Regions from separate parts of the Arabidopsis thaliana genome. Here all the other regions are linked to region 3. The links are chromatin contacts, called in public ChIA-PET maps. All regions are on one chromosome and are shown on one strand. The core of a region is the stretch at or near the end of the contact, and the rest is flanking DNA. Distances in the headings are between cores, read along the strand shown. Region 1 holds the start of AT2G05920 (Subtilase family protein). Region 2 holds the start of AT2G05760 (Xanthine/uracil permease family protein). Region 3 holds the start of AT2G05812 (a long non-coding RNA gene).

Region 1 (4,882 bases), core at 978-3,477, 58 kb after region 3:
AGAGAGCACAAAAACCTGATGTATTCCTCGGTTGAGATGTCGTAGACAAGACCTGGTGAGAGAGCCTTTTGGGGATCTACATGGCCCGAGCCGTGAGCATATGGGTTAGATAGGCTGTTGTCTGCAGCATCATGGAGAGGAGCGTTGGTGTTGTCAAGAACGTAAGCTGTAGTCATGAGAGCTGATTTGATAGCACTCGGACTCCACTCAGGGTGAGCTGCTTTCAAAAGACCCGCTAAACCACTGATGTGTGGGCATGACATTGACGTACCTAACAATAATCAGACACTTTTTCATGTCAAACAAAACAAACCCCTCTCTACAATCATAGATTAATCAATAACAAAAATATGTAATCAAAATCAAGTTTCAAAGTTGAGTACCTGACATGATGTTGAACTGAGTCCTCCTAGAGTCCTTGTCAAGACCAGTAGGACCAATAGCGTCAGACCAACCAGCCAAAATATTAACTCCAGGACCAATAACATCAGGCTTCAAGATTTCAGGAGTAACAGTATTAGGACCTCTCGAGCTAAAAGCAGCAACCACAGGAGACGGCTTAACGTCAAGAACCGTTCCTTTAAAAACAAGAAGAGCGGTTGGTTTAGAATCTGACTTAACATACTCCCTAAGTAAATCACCAGTCTTCTTCCCTACAGCGATCGCGGGAAGCAAATGACTATCCGCCACAAGCTCCTCTCCACTCGCAGCAGTATTCGCCATTATCATCCCTAAACCACCAGCATCTCTAACCACAGCTCCTTTCTCAACTCTAGCATTAACACCTCTATCACAAACAACAATCTTCCCACGAACAATACTCGAATCAAGCGAACCAGGTAAACAAAGATTACTCGAACTACTATTCCCTTTATTATAAACCAATTCAAGCGGCTTCGTCCCCATTCCTACACCGCTATACAGCGAAACACCGGTAAGTCGTTTCCCGTTACCGAGATTCGCAAAAGCCGGAAAATCTCTATCTAAAGTACCAGCACCAACAGTCATAACCCAAGGAGCAACATTGGCAACAGAAGCTCTAGTAGGACCACTATTACCAGCAGAACAAGACACAAAAACACCTCTCTCCATAGCCGAAAACGCTCCAATCGCAATCGTATCGCGATAATACGGAGCAGAACCACCACCAAGAGATAACGAAAGCACATCAACACCATCAAGTATAGCTCGATCCATAGCAGCTAGTATATCAGATCCAAAACAACCAGTACTCCAACAAACTTTATAAGTAGCAACACGAGCACGAGTGGCCATACCTCTGGCCGTACCGGCGGCGTAACCGAGGAAGCTAGCGTTTCTAACGGCGGATCCCGCGGCGGTAGTTGAAGTATGTGTTCCATGTCCGTCAACATCACGAGGAGAAACAGATTCACGCTTACTCGAAAAACCACCACCAGAAGCCATTTGAAATCCTTTGGAGAAGCTTCTAGCTCCGATAAGCTTCTTGTTACACAACTTGGAATCGAAATCGGAACCAGATTCACATTCTCCTTTCCATTTAGAAGGAATCTCAGGCATATCAGTATCATCGAAGCTTCTAGATTCAGGCCAAACGCCAGTATCTAAAACTCCGATGATAACGCCGTTAGAAGAAGAACCGAGATCGTGAACACCGAATTCGGAATTGAGACCGAGAAACTCAGGAGTACGCGTAGTGTGAAGTGTGTAGAGAGGATCTTCGAAGATATCGAGGATTGAGTTTGAGGAGGAGAGGAGAGAATCGGCTTCGGTGGAGTCGAGGTAAGCGGAGAAGCCATGGAAGGAGGTTGTGTAAGTGTAGAGAAGAGATGATTCTGAATTGAGTTGAGATGTGTACCAATCGTGGTGAGTGAGGAATGATTCCGGTTTATCGGAGTGATTGACGCGGATGATGTAGGTTTTTTTGGCGGTTGTGTGGAGGAGAAGGAAGAGGAAGGTGGTGATGATTGTGATGGAGGAAGAAGAAGAAGAAGAAGAAGCCATGAGTGTGTGTGAATGATGGTGAAGTAGAGAAGAAGAGAGTGTGGGGAATAAGAAGAAGAAGAAGAAGAAGATAGGGAGAGAGAGAGAAAGAGTGATGGGATTAAAATAATAATAAAAAAAAGTGGTGGACACGTAAGGGACGTGTGACCGTTAGAATAATAACGGAAATGCCATCGTCGGTGGGGTTTTGAAAAAGAGTGTGTGTGGGAAATATATATACAGCTGGAGACACGATACGTGATAAAAGGGTTGTTCTTCAGTCTCTCAGGCCCATTTTTCTTTTTATTGGTTTCCTCAAACGTTCTTTTGTGTCTTTTTCTTTCTTTTTTCAACGTTCTTTTTGTGTCTTTTTATTTTATTTTATTATATGTTTATAAACATATAGATTGTTTTTTTAATAATTGTGTTTGGGTGGATGATGTTGGGTTTAAGAATTTATAAAATTGTTGATGAGTTTGTTGAAAACTAAAGATCATTTAAGGGTAGCTAATAAAGTTGTTGGTCTGTTTTTTAGAATTAAGATCATTTAAAGGGTAACAACTAATAAATTAAGGGAAGAAAATAATTGGTTCCGAAAAGAATTTATCAGATCTATCTATATTTAAGTTTATTAGCAAAAGCATATGACTGACCGGAAAATAGGGAATATAGGTTATGAATTTGACTAAGAATAATATAATAACTATTTTGTGAGGTTTTTAAAGTAGTAAGATGTGTTATGTTGAGAAATATTTTTTTTGGATTTTGATTGAAAATTTAAGAGTAATCTATATATAGTAATTTCTTTTTTTTTCTATTTTAGAGTTATTGAAGCTAAATCGATTATATTTTCTTTAAAATAGAAATAAAAATAAATGTAGACATTGGATATTGTTTTTTGGATCTCTTCACAGCTTGGTATGGGAGAGTTTGTGTACTTAACTCAAGTTGAAAGACCCATAATGTTGAGTTTTTAGATCAGGTTTGCTAACTAAAACAAATTAGGTGAATTTTGTTGTCGGGATACCTGACGTAGTTATGCATACGAGTGTTTATATGTGTAACTAAAAACGTGCAATATATTCAATATATGTAGCAATGATGTCACACTAGTATGATGAAATTGAATAAGCTCTCAACATTTTTTTGCTTGTAACAATTCATGTATTTATTACTTAAAAATCGGTGGTCAAAAAATAACGTTATCTTTTTTAGTAACGTATCATTAAACAATGTGTAATTCACGTGTTATGTTAAAAGTCATTTTTATGACGATAAATTTACGTGCAACAGTTTTTTTGTCACTATATAGCTCTACTTTTTGAGTTTGAAGAATAAAAATAATAGTTTTAGTAATACTTGTTGAAAACATGAGATCTTAATTATTCATGGGAATAGAGAAGAACCTTGGCACTTAACAAGAGATTTTAATGACATCATTGATGCATCAGAAAAACAAGGAGGACAAATCATACATGAAGGTACTTTTGTGAACATTAGGTCATTCATGTCAGAATGTGACTTATACGATCTCAGACACTTGAGCAACTTCTTCTCTTGGAGAGGAAAGAGACATGAGCTCATTGTTCATTGCACACTATATAGGGCTATGTCAAATGGAACAAGGGCTAAGGCTTACCCATCCAGTCGTTGGGAGTATTTAAGGTTTGAAAGCTCAGACCGTCAACCACTTCTTACTCACTTTAATGTATTCGAGGAAAAGAAAAAAGGAGTTTTTAAGTACGATAAAAGATTGAAAGACAATGAGGAAGTCTCTATTTTAATTTAAGCAGCTTGGAACTTTGACGCCATGGAGGATGTTGAGGAAAATGTCAGTAGATTTATACAAGAAATCATTACCTGAACTAGGACTAAGCATCAAAATAGTCAAAAAGCCACTGAAGAGAATAGGCAAAAGCTAGAGGAGGCAATGGCAAGCCCAGACGCTGACCAAAATCTGATTTCTACCATCAATAATAGCCTACAAAGAAGTAGACAATTTTGGGAGATAAAAATGTTAGTGCACCCTCTGTCAGAACAATCAGAAGGAGTGTTGATTGCTGGAACAAGCTGGAAGCTGTTTCAGAAGACTAAAGTGAAGATCAAGTAATTGATGCTGACGTGGATATGCCGCCAAATGAACGAATGACGTGGAGACCACAACAGGAGGAGTTCAGTTTGGAAAGAAGATATTCACGCGAAGATTTGGAGTGATCCAAGATCTTGAAGGCTAACCTAGAAGACCGAAGACCTCGATGGTATAAATAGAGGTGCTAAAGTTCTTGTTAGACTTGGCCGTGATTGTGAGTGAAAAAGCTAGTGCAACGCTTTTCATTGTTAGAGACTAAGGTTTAGTCTGATTGGAATTCTAGAGAGATCAAAGAGTGTGTTCTTGTGATCTGCTCTTGTGTGTTTAGGGAAATCTCAGGTGACAAGGTAAAGTAGTTTATATCTTGTGTAAAACCAATTAAGGTAGTTGTAAACTTCTTAATCAGATTTCTAATAAAATGATACTCGGTGGTTCTGAGTTTGGGGAATACGATTCTTAGGTTCATCCGGAATTTCATTTGGTATCAGAGCGGGCATCTGAACCAAGATGTACTTAACAACAGATGCAGATCCTGCGGAGAGGATGGACTACCCCAAAGAGTTCGTTGAAGTCGGTAAAGCAATCATATTGGAAAAAGGAAATTATGGACACTGGAAAGTGAAGATGAGAGCTCTCATACGTGGTCTAGGAAAAGAAGCCTGGATTGCTACGAGCATTGGATGGAAGGCTCCGGTCATCAAGGGAGAAGATGGAGAAGATGTGCTAAAAACTGAAGATCAATGGAATGATGCAGAAGAGGCAAAGGCCACAGCTAATTCAAGGGCACTGTCTTTGATATTCAACTCCGTGAATCAAAATCAATTCAAGCAA
Region 2 (4,396 bases), core at 535-3,034, 34 kb before region 3:
GTTGGTCCCAAAGCGTCTATTCAACAAACCAAACTTTTTTTCTTTTGTGTACAATTCAACAAACCAAACAACATCGTTTTGGTCATGTTTTTACCGTTTGGCTCAACATAATTTTTAAAAATATATAACCAGGATATCTATGATTCCAAAAAACTCATGAAGACTTTTTGAATTTACCTCATTTGAATTCTTTTCTTTCTTTTTTAGTTAAAAGATTTTAAACAAATTCTCTAATCTGCCAAAAAAGATTATTATTTTGTTTAGGAATAATTTACAAAAACATTCTGTGTAAGTGGCATTATTTTTTATCTGCTTGTTATTGAGCATGAGAGTTTGTTTCTACTTCTTCGTAATTGTTTAAGAATTTTTTTGTAAACTTAATTGTTTAAAAACGCAGTCTCTTTCTCCCGGAGAGGTTTTGGGACGACATTAAATGCATTCTTTATTCTTGTTATGTTTTCTGGTAGATAAATTTATCGTATCGCTTATCACAATTAAGGAAGATAACACGTGCTCCCACACAAAAGACAGAAAAACCATATGCATGCCGAATGATATTTATGTTCTGTCCAATGGTTTGCGAATTTCAACTATTTAATTAGGGATGGCTCTTTTTACTATAAAGAGAGAATGAGATATTTAACCAAAAATGTAGATCTCGGAAAGCATGTTAGAGGACTGACGACTAGATTTTCATGCAATCTTTGACATTAATTAACTCATATTTTTTCATTTTTCTTGGTTTGTTAAAATGTAAAATTTTGGAGTCTTTTTTTATTAACGTTTTTAGTGTCCAAAGCTTATTGTCGATAATATCGGCCGTAAAGCTGTGACTCTTGAATCTGCCGGATATAAGGCTTCGGTCACTCTGCTTCCGACTAGTAGCAAGGTTCGAGTCTTTATGTTTGTTGGTGACTTTTTCTATTTAACCTATTTTGTAACTGGATTTTATCTGTGTATTGGGCGTTAGCACAAGTCCGAATAAGTTGTTTTTAACAAAAAAAAAAAATACCACATGTGAAACGTGAATTAGTTTTTGTAAATAAAATTGAACTAGTGCATCAAACATTTACTCTCAACATTTTGTTCATTATCTACTTAGTTAATTAACTAATATTCTGGCGAAATTCGATTATGATTTACTCTAAAAGTTTCTGAAATGTATCGATGTGATTCACAAAAGGATATGAACAAAAAAATACGGTAATTTTTTCTTAAGTAGGAAAATAAATCTTTAAGAAAATTAAAACAAAGAATCTTAAGTGTTTAAGAAAATACATTTTTTAACTAGTACAAAATTTAACTATTTTCCTCATGAACAAATCTATTTTGTTTAAGAAACTACATTTTTATTTTTTACAAAAACAAATCTATATAAAATTAAATAATATGATCTCTACTTACAAAAAAAAAAGTATTTCTACTCAGAGGAATAAAATGATAAAATAAAATAAAATCTGAAACTTAAAAAAAAGTATGTAAAATAGTAATAAATAAGTCCAAAATTTTACAACTAGATGAAAACAAGTTGTAGAAGATTCTGTTTTGGCATTTAAGATCTCTCTCTCATGCAACAACAAAATTTTCAAAAAAAAAAAAACCTGAGAACTAATTGACTCCGTTGGGATGGACCCCACTTTAGAAAAAAAGATCTAATTGGTAGATAGACAGAACGAATCAGGGGCAAATCCGTAAAATAATCCAACAATTAATTCAAAAAAAAAAAAGTAAAGAAAGAGAAAGAAACTCATCAACGCCACGCCTGTACAAGAGAGAGAGAGAATAATAAGTTTACAGAGTAGAGAAGCTTTTAAATTCGAATCAGGGGCAAATCCGTAAAATATTCCTTTTTTTTTTTCCTTTTTCCTCACTACTTTATATCTCTAACCTTTAACTTTTTTTTTTCTTCTTCTTCTTCTTACTCTTCGTCTTCTTCTTCCTCCTCTGTGTCTGTTCATCGGAAAAGGAGATTTTGTTTTTTTGTTTTGTTTGTGTGGCGGCGTAGCCATGGCGGAGATAAGTCATCCTCCAATGGAACAGCTTCAAGACCTTGAATATTGCATCGACTCTAACCCTCCTTGGCGTACTCTTCTCTCTCTCTCACTCTCTATATAGTTTTGTGCAATGGAATATAATAAGTGTTTGTTTATGGTACTAATGACCACATGAACCGATTTAATTATTCGTTATTAGGAAATATAATAACCTGAGTGTTTTTGGTGGGCCTTTTATAGAGTTTGTGCAAAAATTAGCAATCGCTTTCACTAACTCATTGTGTTTATATATGATAATTTGAATGAAGTGATTGGTTGTTGCAGCCGAGACGGTGTTACTAGCATTCCAAAACTACATACTAATGCTTGGAACAAGTGCTTTTATACCCGCATTGCTCGTTCCAGCTATGGGTGGCTCTGATGTAAGTGTGCTTCTTGTATGTTTTTATTGAAGAACATCGTTGCTAAACTAATCTTATTCTTGTTGTCTAAAAGGGGGACAGAGCGCGGGTTATACAGACATTACTCTTTGTAGCTGGTATCAAAACACTTCTTCAAGCTCTCTTTGGTACAAGGTTGCCTGCTGTTGTTGGAGGCTCTCTTGCTTATGTTGTCCCTATTGCTTATATCATCAATGACTCTTCTTTGCAAAAGATATCTAATGATCATGAGGTAAAAAAAGATACTCGACAAGATCGTTTTTGTTTTTGTATGTATATCGACAATGTAGTTATGTTTTTTTTGTTACAGAGATTTATTCATACAATGCGTGCTATACAAGGGGCGTTGATTGTAGCATCAAGCATACAGATTATTCTAGGATATAGCCAAGTTTGGGGTCTTTTCTCAAGGTACTCATTGCCTTTGTTTTTGTTATTGTTATCTTTATCCCAATTCATTACTTGCTTTTGATCCTTTTTCAACTTGTAGGTTCTTCAGTCCTCTAGGAATGGCACCGGTTGTCGGATTGGTTGGTCTCGGGATGTTTCAGCGAGGATTTCCTCAGGTAATTCATACAAAGCCCCACTCCACACCATTGAATTTGCATTAACATCAAGAATCTCTTCTAAACTTTGATTCTGTAGCTCGGGAACTGCATCGAGATTGGACTACCGATGCTATTGCTTGTCATTGGACTAACCCAAGTAAGAGCTTTGTGTTGTTTAGACTTTCTTTGCTTGCTTTCCAAGTTGTTTTCTCTCTTACATATCTTGTTTTTTTTTCTTCTTGGCAGTATCTAAAACATGTTAGACCATTTAAAGATGTCCCAATCTTTGAAAGATTTCCGATATTGATCTGTGTTACAATTGTTTGGATCTACGCTGTAATTCTGACCGCAAGTGGTGCTTATAGAGGCAAACCATCACTTACACAGCATAGTTGTCGAACAGACAAAGCTAATCTTATTTCAACAGCTCCATGGTATTGGACAGCTTAGTATCCTTGTGTATTGTAGTTACATTTTCCATAATCTCATTCTGCTTATAATCTGTCATCAGGTTTAAGTTTCCATACCCTCTCCAGTGGGGACCTCCTACATTTTCAGTAGGCCATTCGTTTGCTATGATGTCTGCGGTTCTTGTATCCATGGTCGAGGTAATGAAGCAGCATTGTTAATATTCATTGCAAGTAAACTTAAGTTTGATTTTGTTAGAGGAGAAAATGTGATGGTTAAGTTAATGGATTGTGCAGTCTACTGGAGCTTACATTGCGGCTTCAAGATTAGCTATAGCCACGCCGCCTCCTGCTTATGTATTGAGTAGAGGCATTGGATGGCAGGTGAATCAATAGTTTGATGAAAGAAACACATTTATTTACATATCACACCTTCTTATGTATCTTACATATGTTCTGCTATGTTTCTTCTTAAAACTCAGGGCATTGGTGTATTGCTTGATGGTCTATTTGGAACAGGCACAGGCTCTACTGTTCTAGTGTAAGTTAAATAACTTCTTCTTGTAAGCTACTGTTCTATGTTTTGACACTCTAATGAAGGAGTTGAATGTGTCTGCAGTGAAAATGTAGGACTTCTAGGGTTAACAAGAGTTGGTAGTCGTCGTGTTGTTCAAGTATCTGCAGGCTTCATGATTGTTTTCTCAACATTGGGTATATTATAACATAACTCATACTCCTAGTCTTGAACCATACTATTGTACTATCTCTTGTGATCCTTAACGTTTGGTTTTGGTCGTTTTGTTTTGATCAGGCAAATTCGGAGCTGTTTTCGCATCGATACCAGTCCCGATATACGCAGCGTTGCACTGCATCCTCTTCGGCCTTGTTGGTAAGACCATCATCACTTACTACATCAAAGACAATATCATCATCAAGACATAAGAATTCAATACATGTATGGTTGGCTCTTCTTGCAGCTGCGGTTGGTCTCTCATTTCTTCAGTTCA
Region 3 (4,802 bases), core at 922-3,421:
AAGCTTGGTGTATTAAAATGTAATGTTTTCTCATTATCGATTAATGATATATATCATTGTGGGGAAACATGGATTCTATGGGGCTACTTTGAAACTGTCCTTTTATCATAGGCATGACCAAAATTTAAGTGTAATCTTATTTCGGACGGTAACCAGATCATTTCCAAACTATAAACGGATCGTAATTGTATAATACGGTTAAAAGTTGAAACCGTTAACCGTAAAAATAGAATAATTACGATTAAAAAGACTATATTAATTGTAACCATTAAAACAGTAATTAACCGTACAGTTAACCGCACGATTAACTGCATAGTTAAAACCTTAAAAATATAATTTTAACTATTTGTAATGCAGAGATAGATATCGAATGTTCGGATAAAGATTTTTTAAAAAGTAAATAATATCGCATACGAAAGAATCTACAACATACTTTTTATCTTATTAAAAGCAATTAAAAATAAGATTTTGCCACCAGTATTAAATATATTGTAATCATCAAATAACCATAAACGTATTTAACTGTAACTGTAACTGTATTCAACCGTAACATTATCTAACTTTAACCATCTTAACCTTATATAAAATGGTTAAGGTTACAATTAAAAAAATTATAACCGTAACCGTAATAACCGTAACTGTGATCATGCCTACTTTATCATGCCCGTGATGCGTTCCTTTCGATGGAGAATTGGATAGCGATGAAACTCCATTGTATCCTCTGGTGGATCCAAAGCCTCCATGATCGTCATGTGAATTCTTTTGAAGTATGGTCGGATTGTAATGCGGTTCTCTTGGTCCTAGCAACACTACAAGATTGGGTGAAGTAGTGTGCATATATTGACAACCAATCTTTGTAGATGTGTAGCTTGGTTGAGTTTAAACTTTCTTCGCCAAAACCTTAGGATATTGCTTGTAGTAATTACTAAGGGTGGATTCCACTTGATGAATATGAATCATGTGAACATTGAATCATTCAGTGATACAAGCAATAATCACTTGTAGTGTTTTCCTTCCATTACTTATAATCTAAGTACGATGATTACGATGATTAATAATTTGTTTATTGTTTAACGTCAATCCGAAGAAGAGGTGGAGATACAATAGAGATTGCATGTACACACGGCCATCACTTACAAAATCCAGTAACATAATCTGTGATTAAATTGAAAGTCAACATAAAATTGAGAATTTAATTCACTAGATCCAGAGTTCATGCTTTATACCAACAAAAATGATAAAATGATGATTTAAATGATATTTTCCCCATTGATAAATAAGGTAAACAAAAATACACAATAAAAACTGACACTCTTACAATAAAAATAAATAAAACAGTTACAATATTAAGTACTCCTACAGATCAAAACTCAAGAGTCATTTACATATATAATCACACAAATACATGTAAAAAAAAAAAAAAAACTCTCCACTTTATAAATAAATAAACAAAACAGAAGAAGGATACTATAAAACCTGCATCCATGACTTTTGATAATAGTTAAAAAATAAATATTAGGATTTTCATATTTAGAAAAGAAAAGAAAAAAAAAACAATTGGTTGTTGATGTGAATGTGTTGTATTTAGAGTATGAGAAATCGGAATATTCTCCTTCCACAAATTGAAACCTTCATACCTGTAAAAATTTAGACAATTATTATCATTTCCAGTAACCAAATTTGAGTTAAATTTACATTGAACCACATTATAAGAACCTTAATCATAATCAATTATTGAGTAAATCTCTTTTGGCCTCACATAGGTTGAATCCAAGATCAGTCCAATTCTCCAAATCCCAGATACATTTCGGTTTAATTTTGGGTTCGGTTTGGTTCAGTTTATTTAGATTTTGTAAAACTTTAACCATACTCAACCGAACTTAATTGGTTTGGTTTGTGTTTGGGTCAGTTTTAGTTTGATTCGGGTCGGTTTGGTATTAGTTCGGTTCGGTTTTTAATTCGGTACAAAAAAATAATTATTTGTATAAACGGAACAATAAATGAAATATGAAAGTTTTTTTGAGTTTTACTTTAAAGATAGAAGTAGAGCCCTAGGTTTTTAAGGGTTAGAGTTTTAGAAATAAATAAATATTTAGTTTAGTTATTTATGATATTATTAATATAATTAATTAATTAAATTAGTAAATACATTGGATTATCGGTTCGGTTCGGTTTAAAACCGAATCAAACCGACCTATTTAGGTTGAGACAAAATGTAACCGAATGGTTTAAGTTTAAATTTGAGTTTGGTTTGACTCGGTTTGAATTTGGTTGGGTTGGGTCGGTTCGGTTAAAATCTCACCCCTACCAAATAATTTGCAAGTTTAATTAATCCATGTCGGTGACAGCTCTATGAATCTAGATGCCAATAAGACATGTTAATTGTTAAGTCTATATCAACGTTAATGCCAAATAAAAATTCTGGTCCCATTCGAATCAGAGGGGTAGTTTAGTCTTTTCACTTTAAATCAGAAATTACAAAAATTACGAAAACGCCACGCACCTTTTAGTGATCTTTCCATGGTCTAGTGAAGAAGATACTCTTTAACCGATTACCGGCGGCGAGTCTCTGAACCGCTTTCTTAGCACCGGGAACTTCCATTTCCTCCAGAGATTGAAGATAACGATCAGCTCCTAAACCAATCAACTTCGTCCTCGCCGCATAACTTCCACCTGATAAAATCGCCGTCACAACCATCACCGGAAGCTCTTTATTATTCATCCTCTCATTCCTCGGATCCAACATTTGCACCAATCGAATCACACTCTTCTCATCTCTCATCAACTCCTTCCGATTTGATCTAACGGTCAACAACGACTTCGCCGCCTCCGTCGCCGCTTCTTGTAACCCCGCCGGTTTCGGCGATTCCATTAACCGAATCAACGAGCTTAAACAATCAGCGACGGCTCGTTTGTTACCGTCGCTGATTGTTAAATTCGATAAAAGAGAAGTTGAGATCTGTTGAAGGATTACGTTTCCGTGTTTTATCAATTCACCTAATCGGATTATGAACCTTGTTGATGAAGATAAAACCCTAGAAACTGTTTCCATGGCAGAGATCTGAGAGAGAGCAAGCAAACAGTGTTCGATCGTATCGGGATTTGATGATTCTTGAACTAAATGAATCAGAATCTGTAATCCTCCTCTTTCTCTAACAATCAAATCTCTGTAATACTCACCGGAAGATGAGATCAAGGAGATGAAATTCGCGGTTTTCTCTTGTACCGATGATGAACCGGAGATTAAGAGTTGGATAAGAACCGGTATAGCTCCTTCTTCAGCTAATGTTGTTCTGATTTCTTCAACGGCGGCGATGTTGCTTATAGCACCAGCGATGTGTTCTTGTACTTGTTTAGATCCTGATCTACAAGCTTCGATTAATACGGTTACGCCTCCGTAAGCTGAGATAGCCCAAGCGGTTGCTGGATCGGCGGTTATAGCTTCAATCGCTATTGCTGCTCTTGTTTTGAACGGTGAAGATCCGGTTTCTAGCAATCGTAGTAATGGACCTAATCCGCCTTGTTCGAACACCGTCTTTCTCGAGTCGGCGCTCGATGAAGTTAACAGCGAGACGGCGGCGAGTGCGTGCTCACGGATTAGAGGATGGTGATGGAGATCAAGAAGAGTTACTAAGTAACCAACATTACCTTCTTTAGCTATGATTCTTGCGGATTTTTCGTTATCGGTGAGAAGTTGAAGAAGAGATTCTAGAGATTTCTTTTTGAACTCAGCTCCACCGATTTGGAGACGAGTGAAGAGGTCTCTGATGAAGAAGGCAATGTCATCTTTATCTGATGTTGGTGGTGGGAGTGATAAAACGATGGCGTTTTGTTGGTGGAGGACACCGGATCTGAGGAGGAGGTCAAGGTCACTTATGTGAGTAGAGAGGGAAGAGGAAGCTATGTCGAGGTCGCTTTGCATGAGAAGTTTACCACCGGAGAATGAAGCGGAGGAGCATTGGTCGGAGAGTGAAGAGAGGCGTTGGAGATTTGAGAGGAGAGAAGGGAGGAGAGTGTGGAGGAGAGGATTTTGTGACCAGTGAGGTGATTCGGATAAGGAAGAGAGAGATGAGTTTAGTGTGAAGAGTTTGGATCGGAGGATTTGCCACCGTCCGATGAAGGAACGGACGGTGAGGGAAGAGAGGAGGAGGAGGGAGAGGACGTTTGTTATTAGGTCAACAAGTGGTTGGAGTGGAGCTGTTGGTGGTTTTGTGAGTTCGCCGGAGACGGCGGCGGAGGAGGGATGCATGGAGGAGTGGTCACATAAGAGAAGGGTTTTGCCTTAGAGAGAAAGGTAAAGAAGTGTTGTTGTTAGTTGTTGCCGGGAAAAAGAGAGAGGCGTGAGGACAAGGTCTCTTTTGTCTATTTTTACTTTTAGGTGATGTGTACTTTGATGACAAATCTATTTCTCTTGATGCCATAGTTTGTGTCAGTCTTATGCTTATGGTTCCGGACTCTTTTCTTTTACAGCGGTGAACGAGTCAAACAAGCTTGATACACGGGACACACACGAATATAACAAGGAACTTAATAGAATGTATAGTAGTTATTACATGGGAATGTGACACTATTAGACACTTTTGGAAAATGTTTTGATTTTTTAGGCACTTCCAAGAGTTTAGGCACTTTACTTTATTTTTGGTGAGAAAATGGACAAAATTACCCCTGCGATATTGACGTAAATTAACTAACCTTCTTTTTTTATTGTGGCTGATTATGTTCTTTTTAATATAAACCGTTAGATTAAAAATATATATTTTCATATCTATGGCTAAGATGAAATAAAAAGAAATCATTCTCTG

The links. ChIA-PET counts read pairs in DNA pulled down with a chosen protein or histone mark.
Region 1: a contact with region 3 is called in an H3K4me3 ChIA-PET map of shoot, with 20 read pairs. The contact joins the promoter of AT2G05920 here to the promoter of AT2G05812 in region 3. A contact is called at or near these places in 2 of 26 Hi-C or Micro-C datasets (root and rosette leaf) and 1 of 2 datasets of contacts at active chromatin or transcription factors (shoot).
Region 2: a contact with region 3 is called in an H3K4me3 ChIA-PET map of shoot, with 16 read pairs. The contact joins the promoter of AT2G05760 here to the promoter of AT2G05812 in region 3. A contact is called at or near these places in 14 of 26 Hi-C or Micro-C datasets (callus, cotyledon, leaf and 7 more), 1 of 2 datasets of contacts at active chromatin or transcription factors (shoot) and 1 of 3 other capture datasets (seedling).

The regions. Positions count from the first base shown.
Region 1 is chr2:2,270,225-2,275,106 of TAIR10.1, forward strand. AT2G05920 (Subtilase family protein) reads right to left here and starts at 2,228. Exons shown (of 2, transcript NM_126605.4): 1 at 384-2,228; 2 at 1-271. The coding sequence starts at 1,983. It also overlaps the pseudogene AT2G05930.
Region 2 is chr2:2,178,971-2,183,366 of TAIR10.1, forward strand. It overlaps AT2G05760 (Xanthine/uracil permease family protein), which reads left to right and starts at 1,785. Exons shown (of 13, transcript NM_126592.3): 1 at 1,785-2,083; 2 at 2,319-2,416; 3 at 2,490-2,666; 4 at 2,745-2,845; 5 at 2,925-3,000; 6 at 3,080-3,139; 7 at 3,229-3,416; 8 at 3,494-3,590; 9 at 3,687-3,773; 10 at 3,872-3,930; 11 at 4,009-4,100; 12 at 4,201-4,278; 13 at 4,367-4,396. The coding sequence starts at 2,008.
Region 3 is chr2:2,212,719-2,217,520 of TAIR10.1, forward strand. AT2G05812 (a long non-coding RNA gene) reads left to right here and starts at 2,172. Exons shown (of 1, transcript NR_140104.1): 1 at 2,172-4,679. AT2G05810 (ARM repeat superfamily protein) reads right to left here and starts at 4,441. Exons shown (of 2, transcript NM_126594.4): 1 at 2,504-4,441; 2 at 1,242-1,637. The coding sequence starts at 4,249. The coding sequence ends at 2,507. It overlaps AT2G05005 (a long non-coding RNA gene), which reads right to left and starts at 92. Exons shown (of 1, transcript NR_140058.1): 1 at 1-92.